Linked DNA regions of Mus musculus: region 1 is linked to region 2. A link is a contact called in public HiCAR-type data. All regions are on one chromosome and are shown on one strand. The core of a region is the stretch at or near the end of the contact, and the rest is flanking DNA. Distances in the headings are between cores, read along the strand shown.

Region 1 (3,886 bases), core at 923-3,422, 2.3 Mb before region 2:
CATTTTTGTAATAGAGACTCATTGCCATACATATACCTGGGACTTGACTGGCTGTTGCTTTCTGGAATAATGATCAGCAGACATTTTGGACAACAAGATCAGCAGAATTCACTAATGATCTAATGTAGAGTGTGAAACTGACAAGGATAAGAACAGGGAAACCCTGTGAGGCCTGGCTCTCCTCTTCATTCATAGTTATATCCCTACTACCTAGACTCAATAAACAAGAGCCTGGCCCACAGTATTTAGTATTCCTAGAATGAATGATAAGGGTGAATCGGACTTATAGTCCTGTTTTGAACTTTGAAAAATGCCAGCTAAAACATCTGCAGATGGACAAAATGCTGCTGAAACACAGTTTCAACAATGGCATCGAAGCTCTTCAATTCTATTCCCTGAGTGGAAGCTGACATCACAACATCCCCAAGCCCCACTGCCAGTGACAGAACAACAAAACGACTCAACAGTGGCTGGGGCAGAAGGGTGTTTTCTTATGAAACATTCATTGTAAGCCAACAGCACACACACAGAAGCATAGGCTACCAGAGGCAGGATGTAGAGTTCAGTGGCAGAACTTCTGTGCCTGCTTAGCCTGTTGAAGCCCTGGGTCAAATCCCAGCATCAAAACAAAACAATTTTTAAAGGGTTTCAAAACACAGTCAAGGCTCTGCTACTTCTGTATTCTTGAAACATAATCAGAAGAATGGGAATAGGCAAAGAGTTCATGAGGTTAAGACTGTCTATGAAATACTGTATTTGATCATATTCTAAATATGATGCATTTCTACTAATACACTGTACTATGTCGGAAATACACACACCATGAGACAGATTTAAGTGGCCACACAAACCAGAAAACCAGGTTTCACTCATTTCTAACTCTTCCTCTCATACATTCTTGAGCTGACATTCGTAAGGACAAAGGTGCTGTCATTTTTTTTTTCTCAGTAGTCAGTTCCAGGCTAGACATTACTAGCTGCTTTGGGCAGTTTTCAGTGATGTAATTGGTTAAAAGCCAGTTCTTGAATGTATCTCGTGGAAGCATTTTCTGTTCCAGATACAGGTTATGAGTCTTGTATTGCTCTAGTCTCTGGGGTCTTTTTGCACTAGTTGTTTAGGCTGCTTGATTGACTCAGAACTTCACATTCCCATGGTGGCCTATGGCATCTGGTAGGTTGGGTTTCCCATGGTTTCCTATGTATTGGCTAGCACTGTTCAAGTGATTTGGACCATACTTGAAATGGAGGTCTGTCTTTAGCCCTCTCTGCTGAGCAGGACTAGTGCATGGGCTCAGCCACTCCCAAGAATCCTCACAGAAGTTAAGAGTAGTCCTAGATCTCAGCGGTTATGATAGGCTGGAGGTGTTGTGTGTGTGTGTGTGTGGGTGGTGGTGGTGGTGGTGGTGGTGGTGGTGGTGGTGGTGGTGGTGGTGGTGGTGAAGTGAGTTCATGGGCGCTGAGTTAACAAAGCATGTGCAGGTTTTTGTTTTGTTTTGTTTTGTTTTGTTTTAAGTAGCTATTTTGGGCTACAATGACAGGGCAACCTTATATTCCTCAGGCCACCCACAGCATGGCTACTATCCCACCTGTGTCTTTCAGGCACAGTGGCAGCCTCCCACTTGCTCTGATAGTGCTGCCCCCTTCGTCCCGCCCCGCCCTCCCCAGCCTCCCAGAGTGACAGCTAGCAGCCCTGGACAGGACTAGGCACCGCAGGACCTTCCCTGCAGCAGTTAAGGGGTAAAATGTGGCTTCACCCGGGCCCACGCGAAGTTTTCCAACAGCGGTGCAGGTGGGTCCTGCGCGAGCACGAGCTGGTGGTGCAGGTGTGTGTGTGTGTGTGTGTGTGTGTGTGTGTGTGTGTGTGTTCTCCCTACCCCTCATCCCAGTCCGCCGCACTGCACCTTATTGAAGCGCAACCCCACCCCTTAGCCCGCGTGTCCCTTTAATTCGTGCGCTCCTCAAGGTCCTCTCGTCCCTCCCTTCCCGCCGCCGTTGAGCCTCGATTTCCCTCCTCCCTTTCCCTTCGCCCTAACCCGCCTTTGCTCCGGCCCGCCCAGCCCAGGACTCAGCTGTCACTTTACTTTTGCGCGCGCACCTCACAGGTCCTCGAGCGGGCACGCGCCGGCGGGGGCGGGGCTAAATCGCGTCGCGGGCTCGCGGGCGCGACACCGCGAGGCCGACGTGGGGCTCGCGCTGTCGCGGGCTCTCAGGGCAGGCAGGGCGAGCGCGCGCTTGGGAGGGGGCGCGCGCGGACGGCGGGCGGCGGCGGCGGTGGCGGCGGCGGCGGCTCGCGGAGGCGGCGGTTTCACTCCCGGACTCGGCGTCGGAGCCGCGGCTGGAGCGCGGGCGACGCCGCGAGGTGAGTAGGTGAGGGCGGGCGGGCGTGGCCGCGGCCAGAGCCGCGGCGTGGGGCGCGCGGGGACCCCACGCGGCGAGGGCCAGCCCGGCGAGATCCCCGCCCCCGCCGCGGCCTCGGCTCGGGTGCGCGCCCGCGGCCCCGCAGGCCTCCCTGACCCTGCGCGTGTCCGCTGGGGCCCGCGCGCCCCTCCCCCGTCCCGCAGAGTGTGGCCGTCCTTCGCCCACGAGGACCTCTCCCCTCCCCTCCCGAGCCCACCGCAGCCAGGAACTAAGTCTCCGCAAAGTCCAGGATGGATGTCGCGGCGCAAAGTGCCCGGCTGTCCGGAGCTCTTCCCAAATTGCATAATTGCTACAGGAGGTGAGGGTGAGGGAGTACCCGCTGGGTGTGTGCGTGATGCCCCGGGGTGTGGGTTGTCACACTGGTCTTTTGTAATGCCCGATGCTTGGCACAGTTTGGCTCCGAAGCCAGTTTTCCTCTGGCTTCTCTGCAGCACCCACTGGCCTGATTGGAAACTGGATTACCCTTGTCCTCCCACCCCCACCCACCCCCTCTTCGCTACTAATGTTTTGATCCATTTGCCCTTTTCCAATTCTAATGAACATAAAGCCTGGCTTCTTGTGTCTCTTTTTCCACAACTAACCAGAAATGCCCCATCCATCTTCCCTAAAGGAAATTAAGGCCGCATTAGAGAGACATCATCACCCTGGGCTTGGTGGCAGCTCTTGGACTTATTTGCTGATTTGCAAGATTCTTATCCTCTAACCTTGTATTTTGTAATTTTGAGGGTCTACTTGAGTATTTCCATTTTAAAGTACAAAAGAATGTGCTAGGACTTACCTCTGATTACCTTACTGTTTTTAAGATTTTTTTAAAGCTCATCTTAGTTTTAAATCCTTGGATTTTGAAAAGCATGCTCTAGAAATGCAATCTTGGGAATCTAAATATTTGTCTTTCTTCAGGCAGTCAGGATGCTCCTGGGCGCTTGGCAGTCTTGTTTGTGGGTGATGGTGAAGATGGAGTGTTTTCATATGTCATACCTTGAGCTCTTTCCTCTAGGGCACAGCACTTCCCTCAATCAGGTGCTCCACTTTTATTTTCCAAATAAATATCTTTTCAGACACTTGGGAAGCTGGATAGCGCTACAGGTTTGGCGTATAATATAAAGTATTTTATGTTTTGGAAAAGTTCAGAAATCACAAGTAGAAAAACTGGTATGCCAATGCAAGTTCACATTTTCCTGTTGCAGCTGCACAAATGAATACTTGCTTTTCTAAGTTTTTAAAAATCATGACATTTGATGATTTGAATAGTAATGTGGACTTGAGTACTGTTGGTTTCATCGGTGGGATTTGTTTAGATCCGTAAGTTTTTCTGAAACACGCTAATTTCACTCACTATGTGCTGGGAATTTCCAGAGCCTGATGACATCACAGAGCACATAGTCAATAAAGCTCAAAAAGAATGAGTGTGTTTAAATACCTAAATGTAATATGTTTATATTTAGTTAGAAACTAAGGGTTACTTGAAT
Region 2 (3,468 bases), core at 738-3,237:
GCTGAGCTTCCTATGCTGCAGGTATAGAGGGCTTTCTTAGGGACACTCACTCCCTAAGGAGGAGTGTGCAGCATGCTCCCATCCTGTGCCAGGACAGCCAAATAATAGCAAACTAGTCAGAAGGGCATTTCAGCAAGGGTGGGTGTACCTGACAGGCTCCCCTGTGTGTCAGTGTCCTTCCCTCCCTGCACTGCCCACAAAGGAAGACAGGAGTCAGGGCTTCCCCACCCATTTCCTTGCCAGCCTCCTGTGGGAGAATTCCCAGCTTGGCAGAGAAGGAAGCAGAGTCTGGCTCTGCCCGGCATCTTCTTTCCAATGGAGAAGTTGGAAGCTAGCTGCAGGTGGCTTCCCTTTTTGAAAGTGCTGGCTGTTTGGCTGCATCTATATTAATTGCCTCTGGGTTTTTGAGAACAACTAAAAAAAATTCTGCTCCTTCCCCTAGGCTGAGTCAGTGTAACCAGTTAAAAAAAGAAAAGAGAAATCCTCTTGTCTGAAGATTAGGTTTTTTATTTGTATTTTTTTAAAACAGGTATAATTGGACAGGGGTGGTCTGAGCCAAGTCTAGCTTTCAGAATTATAAAACCCTCATACTTGCCCAGTATGAGGAGTATTTTCAAACTCCACGTTATGTGTGGGGACCTGTGCCTGACGAAGTGGCCACCAACACTCTGTGCATAGACTGAGGATTGGCGTGGGTTCAGACAGGGCACAAGTCTACTAACTGCTGAACACTGTAGCCTCAGGAAGGTCTGGGTATCCTTGGCAAAAGTCCCACAGCTAGAAACAGGAGGCTGAGACACTGCTAATATTCCTTTTGTGTGTTTATTGAGAAGTGACAGGTAGTTATTTACGTTCTATGGATGGTATACAGATGAGAAAACTGGGTCCTAGAGAAAATCAGTATTTTCCTAGACACACAGATGGCCAGTGACAGAGTTACTGTTTTCACCAACCAGCAAACCAGAATCTAAAATTCTTTCTCTGTCTCTCTCTCTCTGTCTCTATATCTCTCTCTGTCTCTCTCTGTCTCTATATCTCTCTCTGTCTCTCTCTGTCTCTATATCTCTCTCTGTCTCTCTCTGTCTCTATATCTCTCTCTGTCTGTCTGTCTCTCTCTCTCTCTCTCTCTCTCTCTCTCACACACACACACACACACACACACACACACACACCTCAGTCTCTGTGTTTTGCCTTTCACTTTCTGTGTTTGTGAGAGTGCGATTGGCAATGGGGGGTGGGGGGTGGGGGGTGGGGGGAGGGAGGTGGTGGATAGAAAGAAGAGAAAGGTGAGATTAGGAACAGAGTTTGGTGCAACTAATCTGTGACTGCTCCAGGTGTTTCTGCCTGCAGGGTTTTTAAAGTCTAAGTAGATCCCAGAAGGGACTTTTCTCTCCCCTCCGGAGCTAGGACAATCCCTTCAGCGAGCTCAGCTAAAGCCTGAAAGAGTGAGAAAAAGGGAGGAAATAATAATAATAATAATAATAATAATAATATGAAGAAGGAATAAAAAGACGGCAGGCTTAATGGAAAGTTTCCCGGCCCCAGAGGCTTCCCTCTGCGAGCGGTGGCGGGGCTCCTGATGGGCAGTTCGGGGCTTGCGGAGTGCTTTTACGGGAGTGGAAAGATACCTAAGTTGCAAGGGCTTGGCCAGGAACAGGAGAGCAGAGAGGAATTTCAGAGGCGAGCTGAGGGCGAGGGTCTCCCTGCCAGGGCCGGCCGATGAAAAGGCGCAAACCGCAGCCGCACTCCCGCTCCTCCCTGCGCTCCTGGCATTGTTTGCACGCTGAGCCGTGGGGAGCACCGCGCGGCTGGCCGCGGACTCGCTGGCTGAAGGCTCTTGCAGGGCTGCTGGGAGTTTTTAAGCGCTGTGAGAATCCTGGGAGTTGGTGATGTCAGACTGGTTGGGTCATTTGAAGGTTAGCAGCCCGGGAAGGGTTCACCGAAAGTTCACTCGCATATATTAGGCAATTCAATCTTTCATTCCGTGTGACAGAAGTGGTAGGAAGTGAGCTGCTCCGAGGCAGGAGGGTCTATTCTTTGCCAAAGGGGGGGACCAGAGTTCCCGTGCGCCGCGGCCACAAGACTGGGATGCAGAGGACGCGAGCCACCCGGGCAGGGAGCGTCTGGGCACCGGCGGGGTAGGACCCGCGCGCTCCCGGAGGCCTGCGCGGGCGTCGCCTGGAAGGGAGAACTTGGGATCGGTGCGGGAACCCCCGCCCTGGCTGGATCGGCCGAGCGAGCCTGGAAAATGGTAAATGATCATTTGGATCAATTACAGGCTTTTAGCTGGCTTGTCTGTCATAATTCATGATTCGGGGCTGGGAAAAAGACCAACAGCCTACGTGCCAAAAAAGGGGCAGAGTTTGATGGAGTTCGTGGACTTTTCTGTGCGGCTCGCCTCCACACCTAGAGGATAAGCACTTTTGCAGAGCGCGGTGCGGAGAGATCATGTTTGACTGTATGGATGTTCTGTCAGTGAGTCCCGGGCAGATCCTGGATTTCTACACCGCGAGCCCTTCCTCCTGCATGCTGCAGGAAAAGGCTCTCAAAGCCTGCCTCAGTGGATTCACCCAGGCCGAATGGCAGCACCGGCATACTGCTCAATGTAGGTTTATTATTTTTTTTCCTTTCTTTTACCAAGGAAAAATAAATGTCTCTCTTGCATGCAATAAAGACACTGGAATAAAGTGCAGTGGTGGCAAGACAAAGGGTTTAATGATTTAATGCTGAAGGGGTGTGATAGGCTGCCATGCATATGGATTCCCTCTGCTGAAATTCCCTTGGAGAGGTTTCTTGAAACGCTCCTGCGCCCCTGTTCTCCCTTACCACCCTATTCTTTCTTGAAGATAGGTGTTTTTTGTTTGTTTGTTTGTTTGTTTTTAAATAAGTACGAAAGGAAGGGGAAAAATAGAAGGTGACCACGGACTTTGAACATTCTTCAAGTAGTGCAATCTGATATTCCATGCAATTTGTGTAACGGGTAGAGAGGGGACTTAACTTTGCTGGGATTAGCCACGAGCTCAGTAACACTTCCCCCTTATGTATTTCAACAGTGCAAAGTAATTAAAATATGACATGGTCTCTTCAAGGAATGCAACCGTGTAAAGGCGGTTAATCAGAGTTCATAATGTACCGGGCAGGATGGTGCAAGATGCTGCCTCCCTCGTTCCCTTCACCGAGAAAAGGCAATATGTCTTAGCTGTGACCCCACTGCCATCTCTCCGAGTTACTTTGTTGGTCTAAGAAGTTTCTGTTTTGCTAGGTTACTCCTGGTCACCAACACCCCTCGGGCTGGCCATTCATTATTTCCATACCTTACAATTCAGTCAGGAGCCTGGACTTCAGTTAAAGGAAAAGAAATCTAAATGGGGTAGCCTCGTTTTCAAAAACAATATTGACTGTTTGGTTATCTGATGCTGACATGGTGCTTCAGCTTCATCAGTCAACAGTAGCTCAGCTGCAGGCCTG

Evidence for each region. HiCAR-type assays count read pairs that join an accessible place to other places.
Region 1: a HiCAR-type map of astrocytes shows a contact between it and region 2, with 13 times the contacts expected there. The contact joins the promoter of Ube2e2 here to the promoter of Rarb in region 2. A contact is called at or near these places in 1 of 39 promoter capture datasets (liver) and 1 of 115 datasets of contacts at active chromatin or transcription factors (astrocytes).

What each region holds. Positions count from the first base shown.
Region 1 is chr14:18,892,057-18,895,942 of GRCm38.p6, reverse strand. It overlaps Ube2e2 (ubiquitin-conjugating enzyme E2E 2), which reads left to right and starts at 2,172. Exons shown (of 6, transcript NM_144839.2): 1 at 2,172-2,358.
Region 2 is chr14:16,573,995-16,577,462 of GRCm38.p6, reverse strand. Rarb (retinoic acid receptor, beta) reads left to right here and starts at 1,987. Exons shown (of 8, transcript NM_011243.2): 1 at 1,987-2,605. The coding sequence starts at 2,449.